Linked DNA regions of Mus musculus: regions 2 and 3 are each linked to region 1. Evidence: chromatin contacts called from public HiChIP or PLAC-seq and promoter capture Hi-C data. All regions are on one chromosome and are shown on one strand. Each heading gives the region's core, a stretch centred on a gene start, on an enhancer-like site or on the middle of the called end of the contact. The rest is flanking DNA. Distances are from core to core; before and after follow the strand shown.

Region 1 (4,267 bases), core at 1,118-3,617:
CCTAAAATTAACATAACATATATTACAAACCTCTTTCACTCAAGGGCTCGAGTGTTTCAAAGCTGCCCTGTCCACTGTCTACAGGACTGTCTGCTGCTTCTTGTGAAAGAAGTTTTAGATCGTTGACTTCCAGGTTAACCTAGAGAATGAGAATAAACCTAGCATTAACAAGGAGGAGACAGAGCTGAGTATATATGGGGACACACAGTGTGGGGACATCAGCTGCAACTGGGAAGAACCAAAACGGGACAGTGTAACACACAGATGACATTTAAAGTCACAGACCAAAACCAAAACCAAACACACACAAACCGAGACTAATTGCTACAGGATACTAACTGAACAGCTCCATTTACTTTTATTAAACACATCGATTGCACAAATCAGATTCGCTTGGTTTTTCGGGTTTTTTCAATTGAAAAGAAGATGTATTAATTTTATAAGTGTTTCATCTGCATATATGTCTGTGCACCATATTCATGAAGTGCCTGTAGAGGTCAAAATGTTCATGAGACACCCTAGAGCCGTAGTTACAGTCATGATGTGGACACTGGGAATTGAACTAGGATTCTCTGCAAGAACAGCAAGGGCTCTTAACCACTGAGCCATCTCTCCAGTCCCTTTTAAATTTTTTTTTAAAAAGATTTACTTTGTTTATGTGTAGGAGTATTTTCCCTGTATGTATGTAAGGGCACTGAGTGCAAACCTGATACTCATGAAAGTCAGAAGAGGACACTGGATTCTCTGGAACTGGAATTACAGATGGTTGTGGGTGACAGGAACCAAATCCAGGTCCTCTGGAGGAGCAGCAAGTGCTCTTACCAGATGAGCCACCACTCTAGCCCCCCTTTTCATTATTTTGCATGTGTGTGTAGGCACATTTAGAGAGGGAGTGGTGTGCTATAGAGCACCGAAGGAAGACAGAGGACAACTTGCAAAAATCTAATCTCTTCTACTAGGTGAGTCCTGGGGATAGAAGTCACGCTGTCAGGCTTCAAAACAAATGTCTTTATTTATGAGCCATCCTTCAGATCCCACTGTGATAGTCACACACACACACACACACACTCACTCATGTCATAATTGTGCTCACATACCATTCTTCTAACTTTGCCTCCCTGTCTTTGTCTCCTACTTTTATGTTTGTTTTCTTTCTTTCTTTCTTTCTTTCTTTCTCTCTTTCTAGTAAGAGTCAGCAAAAGTGTGGCTTATGAAGTCAGCCACCTTTTGAAAATAATGTTATTTAAATTAAGGCTTTTTAAAAAAATCCTAGTGAGGCAAAAAGACAGGTTGGTGCACAACGAGATCTTGATTAAAGTCTGTTATTTTGTTCAATATCTAATCGTGAAAACTTCATGTCAAAATAAGGCTTTCATAGCCAGGCGTGGGGGCGCACGCCTTTAATCCCAGCACTCGGCAGAGGCAGGAGGATTTCTGAGTTCGAGACCAGCCTGGTCTACAGAGTGAGTTCCAGGGCGGCCAGGGCTACACAGAGAAACCCTGTCTCAAAAAAAAAAAAAAAAAAAAAACAACAACAACAACAACAACAACAAAAAGGCTTTCCTTTGGTGATTAGGTTTTTCTGGTACCCCCATTAAATCTGTTCTTAAGGCAACTATTTGGCCCTAGTCCTGGCTCCAGAAAAGAACACAGATCACGGAAAAGGTTTTCTATGGCCAAATTCCACTAGTGAGTCACCAGCTACTGGAAGGACGCTGTGAGCCAGGCCACTGTAGGCAAAGACTGTGGGCCCACGCGCGACACCCTTACAAGTTCCTTCCAGAACCAGAGTTCCAACTGCTTATACCCCTCACCCTGTGCTTACAGAGACTCCCACCCCACAACTTCCAGGCCAGGCTGGCCAAGGCCTTTTTTTTTTTTTTTTTTTTTTTTTTTTTTGTGGGGATGCTGTAAAGGGAGCTTGCGCGGCAGGAAACGCGCCAAAGAGCAAGGCGGGCTGCAGTGACAAGCTGAGGACCCGGCTGGGCGGACAACAGCGCGCGCCGCCGAACCAGAAGCTGTGGGGACTGAGCGCGGGAAGCCAGATGGAGACCCTCCAGAGGCCCCCAGACTCAGTCCAGTGGTCTCGGAGCGGTGCACGCCGGGAATTGTAGTCCTCCCGGCTCGGCGCTCTGGCCCTGCTGGGTTGACTGTCCCACTCGGCCCTCAGCGAAAGGCCTCCACAGCCCGGACCAGAGCCTAAACTCACCTCAGAACCCACCTCGCCGGTCATGATTCCGGCCTCCCTTCCGCACAGCTCCAGGAGAACGTGTCTGCAGTAACCTCAACTTGACGGCGACAGCTCCCGCCGTCTCCAGCTCGGCAGCGAAGTTCGAGCTTTCGCGCCCAGACGCGGTACAACGCTCAACCTTGAGGGTTTGCACCAATCCGAGGGAGGGTTTCCCTCCGAGGCCCCACCCCTATCGCCCTGCCAATCAGGAGGCGCCTCCTGCCTGCCCGGCAAATGTAATTTGCGTTGGTTTGGCGGGTTGCGGCTGCTCTTGTCAAACAGATCTAGGAGTGGCTTTGGGGTGTCTGGGGGTTCTCGGGGAGCGAAGAGATCCCGCGCTATGGCTTAGAAAGAAGGTATCTTGCGAATGATGTTCTTGGACTTTTGACCTATGTCTTCGTTCGATGGGTCGTACCGTATGCAATTAGAGGAGAGAAATTTCAATGCAGGAAGTGAACTGGGAAGAAGTTCCCAGGATTCTGGGAGTGTCCCACACCTGAATTTTTTGCTGAGGGAACCTTAGACCCCAGTGGAGGCTTTCTCCATCAGTTCATCCCTGGAGCAATCCTAACCTGCAGAGTTAATGTTTTTACCTCTTCGGGTCGATTCTCTGTCCTTTCTTCCCCATGTTCTATAGGCAGGCAAGAATGTCCTTTCTGGACTGTATTGTCCCAGCTGACTTGTCTTTTGTCTTCTGAATGGTCAAGCCAGTGTTAAAACTCCTTACAAAGTTATTATAAAGAGACCAGCTGGCACAGGGAAAGAAAGATCTGAGTATTTATTATCCTCCATCCCACCCAAACCCCCCTCCTCTCTAACTCCCCCCACCCCCCTTCACCTATTCTGGTATGGTGACCAACTCTGTCCAGTTTGCTTAGGACTTTCCCAGGTTTAGCACGGAAAACCTCACATCCCTAGAATCTCCTCAGAGGATACGAGGGATGACAGTCACCTCTGACACTGGTCTCCCCTTTATCTGAATACACATTCAGATAAAAAACAACTCCATTTCTCCACATCTCCGCCCACTTCTACACCCCTAAGGGTCTTGAGCTGGGGATGCAGCTCAGTAGTAGAGCTCTTGCTTAGTTAGTTTGCATGAGGCCCTCCCTGGTATAATCTCCAGGCTTCCAAAAAATACAAAAAAGAGTCCCATCCTCATATTTTACCCCCTTTTTAAAAAAAAAAAGGCTATTTTACTATGACCGTATACATCAATGATTCACAAATATGCATCTATCTGTAGCACTTCCTCCAGCATTTGGAGGACTGACTTTTATTGGCCATACAGTTTGTGACAAACAATGGGCAGAATTTTATAATCATCATTCTCTTAATCTTTGGAGGAAGCGTGTAAGGGAAGTAATGTGATCGTCTCGCGTCCACTGTCACCTGCTCTTTATGATTTCCAGGCTCACCGAGAGCATCCTCCAAAATCTCCCTTCTCCTGTTCTGTTGCCCCAAATTACACTTCTGTCTAAAGAATTATTTCTGAGGGCTGGAACGACAGTTCAGAGGTTAAGATCACTGGTTGCTTTTCCAGAGGACCCTGGTTCAACTCCTATCACCAACATGGCAGCTCAAAACTATTCATAACTCCAGTTCCAGGAGCCCTGATACCCTTTTCTGGTCTCCATGGGCAACAGGCATGGATGTGGAGCACAGACATACATTCAAGCAAAATACCCATAAACACCAAAATGAATAAAAATGACTTTCATCTGTTAGCCTGTACTTCTAAAATTAGGCACTTTGGATCTTGACATAGCACACAGAATCAGTATACACAAATCAGTTCTAGGCCAGCAAGATGGATCAGCAGGTGAAGGTGCTTACAGCAGAGGCCTCAACCACCCTAGAGCCTAGGCGAGTTCTGTCCCTAGAACCCACAGTGGACGGGAAGGAGAGACTCCTCAAAGTTATCCTCTGATCTCCACACATATGTCGTATGCAGCACTAGCATATGTCTCTCTCTCTCTCTCTCTCTCTCTCTCTCACATACACACACACACACACACACACATAAATAAATAAATA
Region 2 (4,267 bases), core at 1,232-3,731, 220 kb before region 1:
TTCCTGTGGCTGCAGCGTTTCCATGTTCCAATGGGTCATTATGACAAACTCTCCAGGACACAGCTGTCCAACTCATATGTCTCTGCTGTTATTTACATTAACGTTTGCTGATCTGTAAAGATGAAAAAAACTTTTCAGAGTTAGAGAGATGGCTCAAGGGTTAAGAGCACTGGCTGTTCTTCCAGAGGACTGGGGTTCAATTCCCACTGGAATTGTAAGGCCTACATTTCTGCCCTGGATGGTCTCTGTCCACCTCATGCAGCCTTCCTCTGTAAGTGCTAGGCCTGAACCTTGTAGCTTTGGGTTTACGGGCTCAGTAAGATGCTTGACACTCTGTAAACATCCGTAGATTTCCCTTAGTTTTTAAGTTCATTCAATGGTTAAATAAATCACTTGCGTTTTAGTCATTGGAGTGAGATTCCCATGCCGAGAAGTCTCCTTGGAAATCAGTTAAGTTAGGTATGGTAAGGCTGCCTGCCATCTCAGCCCTCATGAGACTGACACTCAGGAGGACCAAGGCTAGACCCGACCTCACACGGAAGAGGAGGAGGGAGGGGAACTGAGGAATGCACTCACGCAGAAGCATGATGAGTGTGCAGAGCGAACCTGAAGAAAATGCTCAGTGGCCAAAGGGACCACTGAGTATTGAGCCAGCTAGGAAATAGGCTTTCCTGTCAAGACCCTAAGCTGGAAAGTTCTTTCAAAGCACAATGCAATCTTTATGAAAGGACCAACCAAGTCTCAGATCCTAGAGCTGCCTATTTCAGACCACTCCATTTCACTTCAAGATGAGAGAGGTTTTCACCATGGAAACTTCTGAACAAAGTCCACAGTGGAGAGCAGCTTCTTAGTCTATCCAGGCAGAGAGAGCACACAGACACACACACAGACACAGACACAGACACACACACACACACACACACACACACACACACACACACCCGCCCATTGCTGCAAATACCTGCTCCACTCCCCTGCCCTTGGCTGAAAAAGACACATTTTAAACATCTCAAAGCTCTGGCCACCTATGAGAAAACATGGAAAGCATTCTATCTGGGTTTTAATTCTGAGGCCTCCAGCTCCTGCCTGCTCCTTACTAATAAATGAAAAGTTTGCATTAATTGGATATAGTTGTCATGACGTTTCAAAGGCCCATCTGTCAAGGTTTAGCCCAGAGGCATTTTTCACAACCAAGTGTTAATCAAATCACTGGTATGGCTGAAAATAGCTCTCTTACCATAAAGTCACCTGCTCAGAAACAATCCAGTCATTAAGGCCTTTATAATATTTCAAGGCAGATTGAAGGCAAATGATTAAAACGTGTACTTTAAAAAAAAAGAAAAACAACCAACAACCCTGTAACTAGGGGGGTTACGTTGCTGCATGTGATGTACTCAGAATCCTGATTTGCTTTTTCTCCCACCACCTTATGACTAAAAGACTCTAGAGAATGCTGTCAGCAAGGAGAGCACGCCTCCAAACCTCAGCGTGAGAGGAGCCCACACCTCTCCATGGAAGGCTGTCTTTGTATTGCAAAAGCACAGGTATCAAATGATAACAGATAAGCTTTGATTTGTATATAAAAGTGTGGGCTCTGGGAAGGAAAGAAAATGTAAAAAATAAAAAGTACCTAGCTCTGAAGCCAGGAGCTAGCAGTCCCTGCGCGGCGCGGCCCCCTCGTCCCTGTTATTGTTAGGAAGCTGCAGTTGATTGCCGTCTCTGACTGCAGTTATTATGAGCTGATAAATTATTTGCATTCAACTACAATCACACCAACCTCCTTCTGAAACCCACACAAAGAACCTTGAATCAGAGCCCTGTTTTGTTTTGGAGAAGGCTTTTCCCCCCACCCCTGGTTTGTTTTCTTGTTTCTAAAGAAAAGGTCATTTAGAAAGCTACAGCAAAGTCGTACAGATTAAATAAATTAGCAATGAGCATGAAAGGAAACAAAGAAAAATACAGCTAGCTGTAAAACGTTATTTCAGCAGATATGGCAAATAGAGGAAAAGTTTGTCACTTTATCCATTGAAAGCCTCCCTTCTGTAGCATTATGTAAGTGTCATAAAAAAATAATTAAAAAAAAAAAAAACATCTGCAGCAGGCTGAACTGGGACATATGAGGACTCGACACAACTGAGCTTCCAAAACTTAAATATCTCAAAGCACTTTTTTGCTTATAGCAAATAAAACGGAGGGCTGCAGATGCTTCCTCATCTGTGTGTAAATGAAAGCGGAGCCGTGTGAGTAGTTAGTATTCTTAGAACTGCTGAGAGCCAGTTTATTTAAATTAAATCAAAGCCAATCTGTATCTGTACAAAAATAATGTTCTCAGGGCTCTGACTCTCTAGACGCTACAGAGCTGCAGTATTCTCCCTCCATAGCTTCCTCTGACATAAAGAAGTGAAAATCTGAGCCGGGCAGACTGAAACCACTTCAGAGGAATCCAGGAGAGGGGGGTTCAAAGGAATCAAAATAGCCCGAGTCTCACCAGCCGCCTGCGATGGAGAGGGCTGGGCTCCTCTCTGCCCTATTCTTTGTGCTCCCATGGCACATCTTAGACTGTGTCATGTGTCCATCCTTTCTCCCTCTTCCCTGCTCCATACTGTGAACTCTAATGGTAGGAACTAGGTTGATTTTAGCCTGGTATAGTATCTATTGACCTGAAAAGTATTTACAGTATGTAATAACGCCTAGCTATTGGTTGTCACTATCTGGATGGCATATCTTAAAGAAGGCTGGAAGGGTAGCTCACTTGGTAAGATGCCTACTGCACAAGCCTGAAGACCTGAGTTCAGAGCCCCATGAGAAAAGCCAGGGGCAGTAGCTGGGCCTGGAACCCCAGGTCTGAAGGGGGGGCTGGTAGAGAGTCATGAGCATCCCTGAAGCTCTCTGGCCAGCCCGCCTGGTCTAACTAACTCATGTTCTGGTTTAGTGAAAGTTTCATTCTCACAAAACATAGGTAAGGCCAGGCGTGGTCGCACTCAGGAGGCAGAGGGAGCAGATCTCTGTGAGTTTGTACTCCTGGTCCACATAGTGATTTCCAGGCTATATAGTGATGACCTTATCTAAAAATGTATAAATAAATATGTAGAGAGGGTTAAAAAGACACTCAGCATCAACTTCTGGCCTTTACCTGCATAAGCACACATGCATATATACCCATGTGCACATATATACACATCCCACACAAAAAATAAAATTAAAAACAATAAATATGGGCTGGCGAGATGGCTCAGCGGGTAGGAGCACTGACTGCTCTTCCAAAGGTCCTGAGTTCAATTCCCAGCAACCACATAGTGGCTCACAACCACCCGTATTGAGATCTGACGCCCTCTTCTGGTGTGTCTGAAGACAGTAATAGTATACTTATTTATAATAAACAAACCTTAAAACAAAACAATAAATATCTTAGGGAACTTATTAAAAATGCAGCTGGTAGGGACACAGGACTGTATTTCTGTAATAGAGTACTTGCCTAATATGCTAAAGACTGTGAATTCAATTCCCAGTACTTGAAAAAATTAGCATAATTGAAGCCTCCAACTATGACAAACACCCCTAAAGCGCCAAGGGTTACTAATACTAGAAAAGTGCAGCGCTATGGCGTGCAGACATTTTTGTCCTCTTACCCAGTACAGACATGCAGCTTCAACTGGCTTTACTTTCATGACATATATTTTGATACATTGTTCTTTACCCTATACTTTCACATTTTCACATTTCATAATTTATGCAGTCTACTGACAAATTTAAAATCTGGATGAGTTGGTCAAGGCTCCTGACCACTAATTACCTATTCTGGACTCTCTCCAAACACAAAGAGATTGCTGTCTCTATGAAATGACATTGTTTCTGGGTTTAGTCAAAAGAAAGTAATTCCAAGATTGATTCTAGGCAGGGCATCAAAACATGTCATGTGTGTCTGTCTCTGACACATGACAACCTCTAGGAGCCTGCGGAATACAGGGGCTTCCACCCTCTACCGTTTCTTCCCCACTGATGGAGGCAGCCATGCTGCAAGTACTTCCCACAGAAGTACGGAAGGGTGGAGGCAAAACAGCTCAATCAAAGCAGCTCGGGAAGGGAAAGGAATGGAGAGAACACTTGTCAGAGAAAAGCTCTAGGCACAGACAAGAAAAGTTTTGCTTCTGTCTTGTCCATCCTGGGTAGATAATCCTGTTCTAGGTCTGCCTTCCTGAGCCGAGAGGCTGAGCTTCCACCCTTTAACCTTCACAGAAGGAACAGCAGTAAAATCCACCATGTTATT
Region 3 (4,267 bases), core at 562-3,061, 150 kb before region 1:
AGAACCAAGTCTGGACCCACACGGGCTGGCTATCTTAGGTCTCAACAGTTTATGTAGTCATTTCCCTGTGTGAGAAGAGCTATATAAGGGAGTGTGTGTAGCTGCAGGGATGCTGGGATGCTGTCCACAGAATCCTGGCCCTCCCAGTCCAGGTAAAGGCTGCTCTAGAGGAACAGTCTACACCCATGGAAGCTGACTACTGAGAAGTGCAGCTCAGAAATCTTCACTTCTGTGGCTGTCCTTGCTAAACACCTCTCTAAGAGCCTCCAGAAGACATCGGCTCTCCATCTACTTCCTTGGGAGACTATTTGGAAATGACCTCAGGCTTCTGACCGCCCGCCCTAATGTCCATCTCCTCTGCGGCCGAGGACCAGGCAATAACAGTCTATTTCATTTCCACAGTTCTCTCTGGCTGTCGGCTCATATCTAGAATCAAGGTCAAAGTTCAAGAAAGGGTGACAATAAGCAAACAACGGTTTCCTTTAAAAATGTTTTTTTTTTTTTAAAGACAAGGACTCACTTGTAGCCTTGGTTGGCCTGATACTTGCTATGTATACCAAGTCGGTCTCCAACACAGAAAAATTCACCCACACGCCTCTGGGATTTTTGACTGCTGGGACTAAAGGCATGTACTTCCATGCCTGACTCTAATTTTTTTTTAAGATCTAAGGGAAATAAAATTTCAAGACCACCTGATATTATAGTGTCTTCTTCCCGGCTACCCCTTAGAATATTTATGGGTAATACTGTTTCTCAGCTGAATGGCTAAGAAACACACAGACTGACACCCATCATCTCCCCTGCTCTCACTGGACACTTACTTCATTCCCATTCTTAAGCTATGAGAAAAATAAAAGAATGACAAGGTCTAACAACAAGGCGAGTTTTGGCCACTTTATCCTATATCCTTACACTCTTACTGCAACCATCAGATTTGGGGTTCTTGGCCTCCCCAAACAAAAGATTTTTCTCTACCTCTGACCCAAAACTTCCCAGGTGCTTTCCAGGGTCATCCAAATGCACAGTTAAAGGAGCAGAGTTTCTAGGCGGCACAGTAGGGAGTGTCTGACATCCAGACGGCCTCTCTCTTACGGCAAAGGCCTGATCAGCACCAGTATTAAAATCACTTGGTTGCCAGTTAAAACCAGAGACTCAGTCTCCACCAACTACAGAAGATTCAGAACTGGGTGCTGGGGCCGACCAGGGAAAAGGAAAGGTGCCCCAAGATAATTCTTACCTACAGTGAATTTTAAGAATCACTAGTCTGGATGATCCAGAAATGAGCTGTAATTAACTTAATTTAATTGTAATTAAATTGTAAACCTGCCATTAATGAGGCAGTGACCCATGAGAGAATAAGCCCATCACCCACATCAGCCTCCATCACTGGTAGCAAGTTCACATTTGGTCAGAGGGTCTTATTACTACCTGCTGGCAAGGAGCAGAAAAAAGCAGCCAAGATCAGGAACGATGCTTCAGACTGAGAGAAGCCGTTCCTCCAGGATGCCCTGGGAGCTACTCACCTCCTCCAGACACTTCCTAAGAAGCTCCACTGCCCTCTCACGTGAGATGGCTGAAAGAGAAAACAGAGGCTGAGCACTGAAGGCTGTCTGTGTCCTGCACTCAACAGCTTGTTTCAGCTTCCTCAGGTCGGGGGGCCACACAATTGGAAAAGACAAAACGTGTCCAGCCTTCTAGCCTACGACAGTCTTACTCCACATGCAGAGGAGGGCGCCCCAGACCCAGTGCTCCCACGGTCAAGAGCCATTACGAATTGATTTGCTACAGAGGAGGGTAAGCATGACGGAATTCTGTCTCCCGGCCTGGACCTGCCTCTGAAGAAGTCCAGCAGCCAGCCCCTCTTTTTCATGGCTCACCCTCACCAATCCTTTAGTCCAGGGCTTAAATCAATTCCATCTGCCTTTGCCAGCTGCAAGTCAGGGAGAGGGGCAAGGCTCGAGTTCCATCCTTACTCTCCCAGCTGGGTCTCAGCTTAACAATGGGAAGACAATTAGAGGATGGGCTTGGGGCTTCTAGACGGGATCCAAAGGGATTGTTGGTAGGCATGGCTAACTGGGATGACATATTATGCATTAGGCTTCAAGGGTGGCTGCTGGTTATTTTGGTGGGGGAATCAGCTGTATTACTGACAGATGCCAAATCAGGAGACAGTCACCAGGAGGCCAGGCTAATTCTTTTCAGGACGTGGCCTGGAGCTCTAGCATGGCTGAGGTCGAGTATGAGGGCAGCATCAAAAAGAAAAAACTGTGCCAGTTGTCATGCTGCTGACAGGGAGATGGGAGCGTAAGGAGAGAGTGGTTAACTGCTGCAGTCCTAGCCTGTGACAGCTGGATTCAAGTCCTCTCTGTCCACAGTGGCTACAGAGAGCATGAGATTCGTGTCAGAAGACAGAACTCAGCACAAAAACACTGCTTATCCCAAGTTTTGTCAAGCTATCAGTTTAGATACAAGGGAAGAAACAATTTTATATGCAGGTAAGAATGGCCTTCAAAAGCTTTGTTTAAACAAAGAAGTCCTCACAAGTTCAAAACATAAACTGCTTGGCTCACTTTCTACAGCTGAGATGTTAACAATCACCTAGGGAGGAGAATGAACGAGAGTGAAGCTAGAGAACCGGACAGAAGAGCTCTCACTCACGCTGACATCCACTCCAGCATCTAACTTCAGCACGGCAAAACCCAGCACCAGACACAGGAGTATCTTATTTTGGTGGTCGGGAAGACTTTTATCAATAAGGTTTTTGAAGACTGCATTGATCCACAAAAGAGAGAACAGCTTCTAGAGAGGAGCTGTCCTCTACCTAGGGCATAGCCAGCCAACTCCAAGACTGAGAAAGCTAAGGGCACAGCTGTGCACTGCTCTCTCCCTAGAGTGCTAGTACTTACTAGGTGTGTAGTATCGGTCAAGGATGCTGAGAGTCAGAAAGGCACCATAGCCATGAGCTGCAAAAGGAGCCTTAGCCAAGGCTGCCAGGTAGTCCATGTAGTAAAGGGCTGGCCCTTCATGCTCGTCATAGCCAGCCAGGAGGAGGTTCACATGATATGGGGTCTGCAAAGGAAGCACACAGCAAAGTGGGGATGAGAGCTCTTGACAAATAAGAACATTGACTAAATCACAGTGGAAATAAAAATAAACACCTATCTGGAGGACTTCTAGTATTGTCAGAGGTAAAACAAAAAGCTTTTTTGTTTCTACTTAAAGCCTATGGAAAAAGAACCTGGTATGGAGAGTTGACAAGGCTCAGCAGGTAAGGGGGCTTGACTTACAGCCAGGCCTAAAACCTTCCCCTCCCTCCCTCCCTCCCTCCCTCCCTCCCTCCCTTCCTCCCTCCCTCCCTCCTTCTCTCCCCCCCCCCCCACGCGCGCAGAGGGGGTGTTAAGAGCCTGATATAAAACCACTTCAAAGGCTTAGATGTTCCTGGGTCATTCTTTACTTGGTTTCATTCATTGAAACCGAGAACCTGGAATAATGGCCTATACTTCAATCCCAGCACTTGGGAGGCAAAGGCAGGCAGATCTCTGTAAGTTCCAGATAAGTCAAAGCTACAAATTGAGACGCTATTTCAAACAACTACAACTAAAACTATAACGACAACAACAACAACAACAACAAAAGAGACCAACAAACACAATTATGTGTCAGGCCAGAGACTGAGTCCAATCATGTCATTCAAAATAAGCAAGCTAATGAGTCCAGGAGTTCAGGACTGAAGCCAGTCAGGGCAACAGAGTGAGGCATAGCTCACAAACAAAAACAAAACAAAAACAAACATCTCATACCACATAAAGCCTTGATCACAAAACAAGGTATCAAACGGTCTCAAATATTTAAGCTGAAGTCACAAACTGCATTTATTTATCATATATATGTGAGCATGTAAAACATTTTTCTTTTCTTTTTGGAAAACTCCACTTACTTATTGTATTTTCGTGTCAGTAAAGGTTGGAGGACAACTCTGTGGGGTTGGCTTTCTCCCTCCACCATGTGGGTTTTGGGATTGAGCTAAGGTTATCAGGCTTGTCAGCAAGCACCTTTTCCTACTGAGCCATCCATCCCATTAGCCCAACACCTTTCTAATATAACAAGACTCCTTTAAGATGAATAAAATCTACTTTTCATCAATGAAACATTAAAAAATGGCTGTGACTTGCATTAGTATTTGTCTTCATATTACCTCCAAGTGTAAAACCACAAGTTATTACAGTGAGTCTTGACTAAGTCTGCCTTGCTTTCATTTCCAAAGGAT

What was found. Promoter capture Hi-C pulls out the DNA fragments that hold promoters and counts their contacts. HiChIP or PLAC-seq counts read pairs in DNA pulled down with a chosen protein or histone mark.
Region 2: a contact with region 1 is called in a promoter capture Hi-C map of liver, with 4 times the contacts expected there. The contact joins the enhancer-like site here to the promoter of Clspn in region 1. A contact is called at or near these places in 4 of 39 promoter capture datasets (cranial neural crest, frontonasal cranial neural crest, hippocampal neurons and 1 more), 3 of 115 datasets of contacts at active chromatin or transcription factors (bone marrow-derived macrophages, embryonic basal ganglia and pancreatic cancer cells) and 3 of 9 other capture datasets (adipose tissue, liver and pancreatic islet).
Region 3: an H3K4me3 HiChIP or PLAC-seq map of bone marrow-derived macrophages shows a contact between it and region 1, with 3 times the contacts expected there. The contact joins the enhancer-like site here to the promoter of Clspn in region 1. A contact is called at or near these places in 12 of 39 promoter capture datasets (the 3T3-L1 cell line, the C10 cell line, the HPC-7 cell line and 7 more), 3 of 484 Hi-C or Micro-C datasets (Th1 cells, epiblasts and granulocyte-monocyte progenitors), 3 of 115 datasets of contacts at active chromatin or transcription factors (bone marrow-derived macrophages and embryonic stem cells) and 4 of 9 other capture datasets (adipose tissue, liver, macrophages and 1 more).

What each region holds. Positions count from the first base shown.
Region 1 is chr4:126,555,080-126,559,346 of GRCm38.p6, reverse strand. It overlaps Clspn (claspin), which reads right to left and starts at 2,367. Exons shown (of 26, transcript NM_175554.4): 1 at 2,210-2,367; 2 at 31-139. The coding sequence starts at 2,233.
Region 2 is chr4:126,777,490-126,781,756 of GRCm38.p6, reverse strand. All of the region lies in intron 2 of AU040320 (expressed sequence AU040320), which reads right to left. Among named protein-coding and RNA genes, the nearest start is that of AU040320, 26 kb to the right of the region's middle. Within about 2 kb of position 2,481, at least 49 of the 459 cell types and tissues checked have an H3K27ac peak or open chromatin away from gene starts, as enhancers often do.
Region 3 is chr4:126,704,860-126,709,126 of GRCm38.p6, reverse strand. It overlaps Psmb2 (proteasome (prosome, macropain) subunit, beta type 2), which reads right to left. Exons shown (of 6, transcript NM_011970.4): 4 at 2,907-3,069; 5 at 1,524-1,573. Among named protein-coding and RNA genes, the nearest start is that of Tfap2e, 29 kb to the left of the region's middle. Within about 2 kb of position 1,811, at least 8 of the 459 cell types and tissues checked have an H3K27ac peak or open chromatin away from gene starts, as enhancers often do.